2 separate regions of the Anser cygnoides genome follow, and region 2 is linked to region 1. The links are chromatin contacts, called in public Hi-C maps. All regions are on one chromosome and are shown on one strand. The core of a region is the stretch at or near the end of the contact, and the rest is flanking DNA. Distances in the headings are between cores, read along the strand shown.

Evidence for each region. Hi-C and Micro-C count contacts between places; a contact is called where the count stands out from the background.
Region 2: a contact with region 1 is called in a Hi-C map of liver, with 7 times the contacts expected there. The contact joins the promoter of SYNJ2 here to the enhancer-like site in region 1. A contact is called at or near these places in 2 of 7 Hi-C or Micro-C datasets (both in liver).

The regions. Positions count from the first base shown.
Region 1 is chr3:56,950,764-56,956,514 of Taihu_goose_T2T_genome, reverse strand. No RefSeq gene overlaps it. Among named protein-coding and RNA genes, the nearest start is that of SNX9, 23 kb to the left of the region's middle. Within about 2 kb of position 2,149, at least 2 of the 3 cell types and tissues checked have open chromatin away from gene starts, as enhancers often do. A contact at or near this core is called in liver, where this site is marked.
Region 2 is chr3:57,052,803-57,058,553 of Taihu_goose_T2T_genome, reverse strand. SYNJ2 (synaptojanin 2) reads right to left here and starts at 3,186. Exons shown (of 27, transcript XM_048080765.2): 1 at 3,053-3,186. The coding sequence starts at 3,173. It overlaps LOC106034246 (a long non-coding RNA gene), which reads left to right and starts at 3,296. Exons shown (of 7, transcript XR_010829771.1): 1 at 3,296-3,436; 2 at 3,881-3,985.

The DNA.
Region 1 (5,751 bases), core at 900-3,399:
CCATTTGCCTGACATTACTCACTTTTGGGAAAGATCAGCTTTCTGGGACTTCTCCATTTGTTCCAGGGTCATCTTTTACTGACATCGGGTCTGCTCAGACTGAGACTTTTTTACATGAATATTGCGTAAGGCATAAATATAGCACGACACCCTCCGTGACTGGTAGCTCAGTGACAGGACTGGATGCTTCTTCTAAACAAAACCAGGAAACAATCAAAAGTCTTCCTATTTCTTGGAAGAAAAAGGCAGGGGAATAAACAAATAACCTTTTAGTCACCTCATACAGCCAGAACCAAGAATACAAACAACCCAGCTTTATTTAGATCAAGAATCATACTATCCTCTGACAACTTATTCTGATTTAAATTAGTCCTATGTTAAATATGTAAAGCAATCATGTTTTTGCATTTTATCTGCACATAAAGTAACACTGCAAGAAAGTGATTTCCAACATTGCCATTCACCACACTTTGAGGTCTATTGCTCTTTCCATGAGCAACTCCCTCATTGAGAGGATTGATCTCAGCTGTAAATGCTCCAATCTGGACTGAAATCTGGCATCAGACCTTCTGGATTCATAATATTAATAATACTAACCAAAAGCATGCAGCACTTTCAGAGGAGCTATTTTCACCTATTGAATTAATACTGCAATATATTTTCTTCTCCTTGTCTCCTAACTTCATCCTCGTGAGTTGCCCAGTCCTCACACCACTTACAGAGCTTGGAGGAGCATCACAGCTTGCTCCCCTACTGCCATCTGGGGTGCAAACAAGTCCTCTGTCTTTTTTCCCAGGTACAAGCCCTCCAGTGGTGCCTAGCAAAGCTGTCAGAGCACCACAAGCCCCAGGTGGCCCTCTTTGCCCAGCAGTGTCAGCTTTGGGACCACACTCCTCCATGCAGTATCAAGCAGCTGCAGAGCAGGAGAGGATCTGGCTCTGTGCAGGAATCGCAGGAATGTACGTAAAACTTGTTCTCTGAGCACCAGTCACAGACAGATGAGGTTGTGTTCACTCGCACACAAGCAAGTATTTATTCAGTCCTCAGCACACTACCTCTGAGAGGTGCTTGTCTCGCAACTTCCCATCTCTTCAAGCAGGAGAGAAAACAGCAACAGAAGCCAAGAGCTCCTGCTTTTCAGCTTGACTTCTGGTATTGACTCGTGATTTGGCATTACTTAGTCATTTAACCTCTCTGACTTTAGTTCCCTCACTGAAAAAAAGGACCAAAAAAAGCTGGATTTGACTCGGCAAGACAGCTCTCCTCAGGAAACCAACCCGGGAGTGTTGTGGAGAACAGGAGCAGTTCTCTCCGCAGGGCAGCTTGCCACAGCAGGAACGGAGCAAAGTGCAAGGGGCAGACTTGGACTGTGACCAGTGATACACCACTACTAATCTTTAACCTCAAAGTGATTTTCCTGGGCTCCAGCAGCACAGCTCCCCGTAGTTGGCATAAAATAGACACGAAGCTTCAGCGTGACACTGAAAATTGGAGGGGGCAGCTGTTTGTCCGTTCCCCCTGGGAAGGAGAGGGTCACAGAAAGGGCTGCAGGTAGGACCAACTAGCCAGCCTTTGCCACGGACATAAGAGACAACTGGAGCAAGGGAAGTTCTCTGCCTCAGAAAATACCCAAAACAGCGCTGATAAAAATTAGGGACCTTGTACGTACCCATGAGCACACTGACAAACCTACAGCATGAGACACAAGGAGAAGTTCTGCCTGAATGGCCGAACCAAAATAAAATCATGATTTGGGTCACTGTGTTGTGAAGATTTCCTCCTAGCAAAATGTCATGATAAAATGTATATTCTGTGGCCATTGGCAAGAAGTCTTCCAAGAGAACTAAACCAGTTTAACAGGTAGCTTTGTGGAGCCCATGCCCCCACACATAATATGACTGGCAGTATAACAACATGTTTTTTAATCACTATTAACAACAATGAACAAACAGTTCTTTTCCTTTCTAATTTCTAGATCTTTAAATTCTGATACAGTGACATTTCCTCCTTAGCTGTAAAAAAACAAGGCTAGAGGCTGTAATTTATCCTTTGGCTTCAGAAGCTGAAGCTTAGCAGAGCAACTCAATAGCTTTTTGACAAAAGCATGAAAGCTGGCAACACAAGAACCTGCCAACATAGCCACTTGCCAATATTAACAGATAGAAGAGATGGGAAAATATTTCAAAGTGACAGTGAAGGAACCAAAATGTTCTGTAACTGAGGGGTGTCTTTCTACATCTATTCAGCCTGGATGAAGGTGGAACAGGGAACTAAGTAGTTCTGGCCAACACAGCCACACTAAGCGGTGCTTGAACACTTGCCAGGGCGCTGGCTGGCTGACTGCTTCATAATTCTTATCGCTCTCACAGCAATGAAGCACCCAGCAAGGGTGGGAATCAGGAAGAAGTCTGACACATGTGCACCCCACACATCCTATCCGTGCATGGCACCATCCATGGGCAGGTTCAATTACATGCTTCTACCCACAAGGCGAGGGGCTTGCTCTGAGGAGCAAGTGCAGCTGAGATGGGCCAGGAAGAGAAGACTTAACTTCCTTCATCTCCAGAGGAGATCAAGCAGAGGTCAGAAAAGGAAAGTCAGTCCAGTAAGTAGCATATTGGCCTTGGAAGACCTACCTCAGTTCCCTTCTCCAACACTGCCTCGAAGTCAGATGCTTCACAGGAACTCTGCAGAGGAATTTGAGCAGCTGCCACCCATAAAATAATAACCACACCGCAACAACTGAATGTCCCAAGGCAACCACAGATCTGGGAACTGAAATGTGGGTAGCTCCTACAGAGAAGCAGAGAGTCCTCCACAAGGCCTTAGAAACTCCCAGGGCTACGTCCCCGTCAGGGAGGTGACTGCACCTCAGCTCCTGTCCCAGCCAGAGAACGTGCTGCAGTCTGTTGACAGAGACTGTTTTCCCCTCAGTTTACCTCAGTTTTTATTTATTTATTTATTTTTATTATTATTTTTTCCTCCAGAAAGGATAATTTGGTCTTAGGTAACATTTCAGATGGCACATTTTGGTGAAGAAAAGCCAAGGCATGCTGATTAAAAGCCTGATTAAAAGATTTTGCAATGACTAATATGTCACATGGAGAGATAACTCACTGTCTATTTCAGAAGTAGGGTTTGGGGCAAGCTGTTCCTCACAGAGCCTATACTGCAGTGAAAGGATTTAATTAATAGTGTGTCCACAGTAATTGGCTCTATGCATTAAATCCCATGAATTTCACTTGACAAATCCTACTATACACACTGCCCCATAAATTCATATGCTCATATCAAATACAGGAATCATTATGTGAAAAAATCTGCAATCTGGAATATGAAAGCCCCATGCAGAAAGACATTCTGCTTCACAGTGGGTTTGCAATCTGTTAGGGCTCAGGTTGGCACTGAAGCAGTAGTTACTCAACTGAGTTTAACATTTGGGAAGGCAGTAACTGCACATGGTCAGGCTGAAACAGGAGAGGACAGCAAAAAGTTTGGCAGAAGGAAAACAAACTATAGGCTCAAAGGTTAAAAAAAAAAAAAAAGGAGATAATAACGATCCTGCTTTGTTAATCTAATGTTCTCTCTTGTAAATACACCCTGAAGGGAAGAGACACAACATATACAAGCTGTACCTTAAGAGTGCAGAATATATAGCATGATAAAATCCTTTCTAGGATTTTTAGTGTCCTGTCTAGTGTTTACAGTTTGTCACCTAGATAAGATGAAATCCAGAAGATTTTTCCTGTAAGATGAGCAAGTGTGGCTTTCCTTACTGTCTTTTATAAGAACCTAAAGGAGATTTGGAACAATTGCCAAAAAAAAGTAATGACTCCGCAAGCACGCCTTACTGAGCATGGCAAAGTGATAAGGAAAAGGTCATGATTCAGTCTTGGTAAAAGTAAAGTCATTTCAGAGCACAGTTATTTTGGGGGTGATTTGCTTAGGGAATACCTTCTGCAGAGACACTTGATCAAGCCTCAAATTACCTCAGAAAGTTGGGCAGTCAGGGTACAGTACAGTGCCATTAGTGTGGGATGTGACCTAAAACAACTTCTGCTGAGAGTGAGACTCTTCTTCTTTTAGTCACTAAGAAAGTTACTTGTTCAGACAGAACTACTTTGTTCACTAGACGAGTGGCAGAGTTACTCCAGCTGAATATCTGTGCAGCAGATAGCAGACAGCTCCTTTCTGTTAAAAATGCTAGATAATGGCCAGTCTCATGCATAAGTGGTATGATAATCTGGACATTCAGGTAATCTATTTTTGCCTTCTCAGAACTGCTTTGAGCAATGAATGACACAAACAAACATTTGCAGCCAAACCCTTCTTGCCCCAGCCTCTTGCTGGCCTAGGAGGAAAACAGGAGCAGATCTCCCAGAGCCTGCTGTGACCAGTCTTGGCTGTCAACCTGTCCTGCCCTTCTGATCAGAAAGCCTCATTGCAGTAAAAGAATGCACGTGGGGAGAGAAAAGGAAAAGCACTGGCATAATTAATGCTCTCTCGATAACAGCGGCCTGAGCTGAAACCCCTGTGGGTTTACAGAAACGTATCCTAAGAGCAAATAACACATCAGCAGCTGAAGCACAGGGCTTGGGTGACAGATATTGGTTTGTGCCACAGCTGCACAAATACCACGGGGCCAGAAGTCACAGGGTGAATCAGTGTTACCCACAAATTGTGTGAATGATGGTCCCCAGTCACTTTCTAGCGTCAGTAAGCAAGCGTGCTTAGTGTTGCTGTCAGCAGTTTGAAGTAGGGATGAGTAGATCTCAGCAAGCACAAAAACTAATCGATTCTGGGATCTAGCAGGTGCAGAAGTCATAGACCCAAAGAGGCTTACCATCATCAGGAGAAGACACAGCTGATTTTACAGAAGTGCGGAATACCAAGAAACTGAAGATACAGCATGGTAAAGCATTCAGATTGAAACAGTCACCACTCTCTCCTATGAATGTCTTACCACACTTATTGGAAGGTAATACAGACACTTACGTGAGCTTCTTCAGGAGGAGTCTGGAAAAGATGCTTTAATTCTAAGATATAACCGTTTCTGGTATCTCTCACCCAGTAACCCCTAGTTTCACCCAACACAGAACCCAACAGCACAGAAACAGCCAAACCAAATGTTGTTTGACATACAATGACTGCTCAGCAACTCTATTGCTGACTCCATGTAGCATATGCCAACACAATATGAAAATGTGGGACCAGGCAAAAGTTGTATCTATTGCCTAATTGCCTCAGAGATTGCAAAGGCCAGTCGTCATGTAAATGTAAAATTATTGACCCTTATGCATTCTTTTAAAAACTTTTTTTTTCTTTTTTTTCTTTTTTTTTCAAAAAAAACTAAGCATTTGTTCATTACATAGTAGCTATATGTAGCTGACCTGCATGCAGCAAAAGTTCTGGCCCATTTGTGCATGGGTGTGATGATGGTGCAGGAGCTGACTCCAGCTGGAACAGGGATGATGACAACTGCTGCGCAAGAAACCAGTCTCAACAACAGCACTGGCAAACTCTGCCTCCAGGTGGAGAACATGAAATAGGCCCAAACAGAAGCAAGCTCCTGAAGAGTAAAAAAAAAAAAAAAGCACACCCTGCTTTTACACAAATATCCATATTGATAACAAGAAATATAAAAGAAATAAATCTAAAATACGGTTCCTTAATGGGAAACTTTCCAAATTTCCTAGAAATTATGAAAGTGCTTTTTAACTTCACAGGCAGTAAGTCGATCCTTGACTAATG
Region 2 (5,751 bases), core at 1,937-4,436, 100 kb before region 1:
TCTATTGCCTGCTTGAAAACATTGCAAACAAATCAAAAAAGGAGCATTTTGAAAAGGTTGGTTCACCAGCTTTCTATATTAGATGGAAAACACTGTTTCTAGTAAGGGATTATATTTTCATACCTGTATATTAATATATTTATTCACAGCCAAAGAAGAAAGGGTTTAAAAAAAAAAAAAAAAAAAAAGGTTTGTACTGGCCACTCCTGTGGTCTGCAGGCAGTCAAGAACATGGAGATAAGTCTCTAAGTCATTTCCCTAGAACCTGACCATGTGGTTCCTGTTATATATCACATATATTAACACAGAAACACTGACAGTGTAACCCAGAAAAGCAAGGCTTCTGTCAAGTAGATTATTTCTACTGCACGGTTTGTAGGAATCCACAAACAGGAAAAGTTTGAACACCACTAAACCACAGAAAAAATTATAATTTTTTTTCTTTTTAAAAATTGTAGTAAGTATTAGAAATACAAATATAATAAGGAGACTAGTTATATAAATATCCTGGCATAAGAGTAAAATGAGTCATGCTGTGGGGCTCATTGTTTTTGATAGCACACAGAAATATATTCACAATATGTTTGCACAAGTATTAATGTTTGATTTCAAAAACCCCGCTCAGTGACATATTTGTACATATAATTACAAAACTAAAACTAATTGTAAACATTGAATGTACACACAGCACAGAAACGGCTTTCTGTACAATAAAGATCCGTAGGTAAATACCTGCCACTTCCTGGTTTTGCATCCCTGCCCCGCAAGGCTATGCCCTGATTTCCCCCCGCCCTAGCAGGGAACCACACAGCTCTACCTGCAACCGAGGCTGCAGGGGAGGCACAGGGCTGCTCTGTGGAGCACTCCTCTTGACTGCATTTCACCTGCTATAATAAAGTTAAATACCTGTATTTTCAGCACTTTAGCTTTAGTATAAAGTTCAGTTCATTTATGAAGTGTTAAAACTGTAATGTGTTGAAAGTAGCACAGCATTTTGAATCTATATTCCCCCTTGTGTAAGCAAAAGCTTCTAAATCAATGACAATTTTTCCTCAATCTTCACGACGGTAAGTTTCTTCTATAAGAGAAGCTACTTATTGATGTTCTAGTTCAGCAATTCCTGGAAGAATTGTTTACGCTGTCACCCATCCTTCTGGGCAGGAGTAAAGCCTTAGGGTTGCAAAATAAAGCCTCTTGCAAAATGTACTTTTAAATGCAAAACAGCAAGTTTTACCTTACAGTGTCATCATGAGAAGAGGAAGGGAAAAAACCTACTGTCCTTAAAAACACTGTTTAACTGAAAATTGTGTGGCCATCATATTGCATCACTATTCAGAAATGTTAATCTTCTACTGAGGTGTTTTATGGCCAGTAACAACCCAAAGCCAGTCAAAACAGAATTCGTGTTGTTTCTGTTGTCACCCTGGCTGTGGAGTTTCCTCTTTGCAATTCTTGTAAATTTACCATCACAATACCTACTGCTGTTTTTCCCTCCTTTTCTGGTCCTTTGCTTCATAAAGAGAAAAAATGAATTAAACAGGCTCAACTGGATAAACTAGCTCTTCCTACAATACAGGAACAAACCCAGGCAGGAAGAGAAACCAGATGAATTAAAATGACAAAGCTATTAACATGGAGTAGGTTGGGTGCCAATGCATAAATGATTACAGTTATCTCAAGAGGTGACATTGGACTTTCAAAAGGCATGAGAAACAAGCCTTTACACTAGCCACCATACAGACCATTACTTTAAAATTCATGTAGCAAATTAACATGTATTTTAAAAGAAACTGTATAAGTTCTCTAATCACTTCTAGCTATGGCTATTTAAATGAAGGATAGCAACACTGGGAAAGAAACATCTATTTTAAATTGGTGATTCCTTAAATTAGTAAGATTACAAATAATCTTCCCAACTACTGGTCATACAAATGGCTTGGGGTCGCTAGATGAATGCTGGTCTCTCAGTATTATTCATGCACATTGGCTTTAGACGGTGGAATTGCTTTGGATGTATACCAGAATAACAAAAGCCAGATCAAAATTCATTGATGTCAATGGAGAGTTTTAATGTCAAAACGTTTTTGGACCAGGGAAAGCGAGTAAAATGCTGGTCAGTACTACCAGACCTATTGCTTTGACAGTTCACTTAAAACTGACAGCAAAACATATAGAAAAATGTAACACATTTTTCTGCACATTAATGTCCACCGTTACCAATGAATCTAAGAAGAAACTGAACCCTCAACGTATCACACAATATAACATTCCCATAACAATTAAAAAAATGCAGGCTGTGACAATAACAACATCTTTATCAGGACATGTCAAAAGATTTGCACTCTTGGAGCTTGTTCTCATGCAAATCATTGGCCTCCCGTATAGCTTGTTGGTTTTCCCCACTCATATAAATCCCTAACACCTGGAAATGGGGCATTTTGGCCTGGATGTCCTGCCACAGCCTGCCATGGAAGATCTGATTCAGCTTCCTCGTGTCCTGTTGCTCTCCTCAGTGATCAATGTGACCGGCATTGCACAAAGCGCAACGTACGGACAGTTTTTACCACAAAACCCACGGTTTAAGCCTCACCCCTTTCCTTTGAGCTGCCTGAACACAGACCCCCCCCACACCACAACCAGCGGCAGCACTGCAGGCGCAGGTAAGCGCTACGTGCCGAACCAGTTAACCTGGCACAAGCACGACACCTTCCCCTGCATTTTTCGTGCCCAAACACTCTCAAATCACCCCATTTTTCTGCGCTACCGCTGCATTAACTCCTGGGCGGCAGGTGCCAAAGCCCAGGACGAGACAATCCCCAGCACGCCCGTGAGCGCCTTCCACTGCCCGGGCAGAGAGCAGCAGGCCCGGGGGAGGGCTGTGAAGGGCCGGGCTCTGCCGCGAGCGGCTCGGGACGAGTGCCCCGAGCCCGGTGCCCACCCACGGCCCCCACGCGTGTACCGGACCCCCCGCATGTGGCGCACCGGGTCCCCGCCCGCCCCCGCCCCCCGCATGTGGCGCACCGGGTCCCCGCCCGCCCCGCCGGGCACTTACTGAGCGCCGCCACGGTGCCGGCCTCCAGCAACAGGCAGTCCCGGCGGCTGCGAGCCTCCAGCAGGGCGCTCGGCCCCGGCTCCTGCTTCCAGAGCAGCCGCAGCCCTTTGCTCAGCGCCATGGGGGCCGCTGGGCACGGCGGGGGAGGCTCGGTGCCCGGAGGCCGCCCGCGGCAGGCGGTCACCTCGGCGGGCCGCCGGGAGGCGCCCGGCGGAGAGCTGCCGGCTGCCGGTCCCCCGCCGAGTCCGGGATCGCCCTTCCCTTCTGTTCCCTTCCCCTCCCCTCTTCCCTTTCTCTTCCCACCCACGGTCCCTTGGAAACTTTCGAGAGTCAACTTTGTCCCTCCGGCTCCCGGCAGCTCCTCCTCCTCCTCCCCCGGGACAGGTAGGAGCCGCCGGGGCGGGGAGGAGGAGCGGCGGCCGCCACCGCCCCGCTGCCCTGCCAGCAGCCCTCCGCGTGTCCTCGGGCGGGGGGTCGTGTGCCCCCCGTGAGGCCGGGGACAAGCGAGGGGCCCTGGAGGCACCGCAACCCTCTCCCCCGCCGGTGCGGGAGGCTCAGGCCGCTGCCCCGGGTCGGCTCCGTTCCCCCGCCGCTTCCCGAGCGGAGCGGAGCGGCCGGGCCTGCCCCGGCATGGCGGTGAGGCGATCCCCGCCTGCCCGTCACGTCGCGCCCCGCAGGCACGGAGGGCTGCGGCCGGGCCTCCAAAACGCTGTCCTGCCGGCTGGCAGCAGAGCTTTTGGGGTCGGAAGGCGCCGTTTTCCCTTTTGACTTGATTAACGATCAAAAACAGTGCCCCTTCGTGTAAAAATACTACTTTTTTTTCTTTAGTTTCGCAGGATTCCTGTCACAAATCTATGCTGAGACTGCACAGGATGAAGTATTTGTAGAGTTCAGCCATAAGGAATAGATCGACGAGGTTAGGCACACATGCAAGTACGTGCAGATGAGAGATGATCTGATGTGCTTTCTATCAGAAAGAGTAATCCTGTTTATACGCAGATGAAACAAGCGTGATGAGTGAGAGCGTGCAGCTTGCCCAAAGTCTGGGGGCCTTGGAGGATGTAAGAAAGAGTGCGAATTAATCACGTGCAATTTTAAACAGAAAAGAGAGACATGGCTTTCTTACAGCTGACTTATGGAAAAAGCACAACAAGAATCTGTTTACATCTTTCACTGTGAACTCTCTTCATAGAGAAAAGTGCCTACTAGAGATGAAATGCTGAAAGAATCACTTAAATAATCAGAGATGCCAAAGACAACTCTATCATATGATTTTAAAAAGTTGCCCTGGATCATTCACTTACGTGTTTAAAAATAACAACAACAAAAAGTCTCTTTTGATGTTTCTTTTGCCCTTGAGGAATGATTCTTCATCATCCTCTGTAAACTCCATTATGAGAGTAAACCATCACTTTGAGGGCACTGGCATGTCACTCTTGCCCATGTTTGTAATTCATTAGCAGTTTTTGTCAGTAGTGCTTTTTGCAGCAACTCACAAGAACACATCATTCTCCTAGTTAAGTTAATTTTCTTCATAGAGGTGTATAGAATGCTGTGTTTGGGATTTTTTAGGAAGGTGTTGATGGTAACATATGAAAACATACTGATGTTTTTTGGTTGTTGCAGAACACTGATTGCACAGTCAAGGATTTTTCAGCTTCTCATGCTGCCCTGCCAGTGAGGAGGCTGGGGGTGCACAAAGAGCTAGCTGGGAGGAGACACAAGTTGGACAGGGAACCCAGAATAACCAGAGGGATGTCCCACACCATGTGGTGTCATGCTCAGCAATACAAGCTGGGGTAAAAAAGGAGGGGGACATTCAGAGTGATGATGTTTGTCTTTCCAAGAAACCATGACATGATGAGCCCTGCTTTCCTGGAAGTGGCTGAACACCTCCCTGTCAATGGAAAGTAGCAAACAAATTCCTTGTTTTTCTTTGCTTGTACACCACAGCTTTTGCTTTACCTAGTGAACTGTCTTCATCTCAACCCACAAGTTCTCACACTTTTAACCTTTCTCATTAAAGAGAATGAGAAAGGTGAGAGACCACATCCCAGCTGGGGAGAGTGAGAGAGCAGCTGGGTGGTGCTTAGCTGTCTGCTGGGGTTAAACCACAACAATACATAATTAAGGATTATTAAAAAAGCATGTTGTCAGAGTTGTTGAACAAAATACTAGAAGTGAAAGAACTGGTGCACCTTGGATAATAGTGTTTTCAGCACCTCAAATGCATGTGAGGAAATGAAGATATGAGAGGAAAACTTAGATGAAGGTGGAAAAATGGACCCCCTTAGCAGCATGAATGACAAAGCTCATTAAAAGAATCCTTTTTAACCTGCTACGATCAGACCTTTTTGGAGGGTTCTGGGTACAAAACATCCAAAGTACAGAAAGATGTGTTTTTAAAGGAGTGATGTCACAATTACTGAAAAAGCAGTAAGTCAGTTAATTAGATATCTCACAGGTCAGTTGCCTTAGAAACATCACAGAATGGCTGAGGCTGGAAGGGACCTCTGGCAGTCACCTAATCCAATGTCCCTGTTCAAGCAGGGTCACTGAGAGCAGGCTGCTTAGGACCATGTCCTTTTTTTTTGAAGACCTCCAAGGACAGTGAGGGGCTTGACTGATATACAAGGGGGGCATGCAAAGGTTTTCTTTGCTTTGTTTTATGGTAGACAAAATCTTTTCATCTAGCCAAA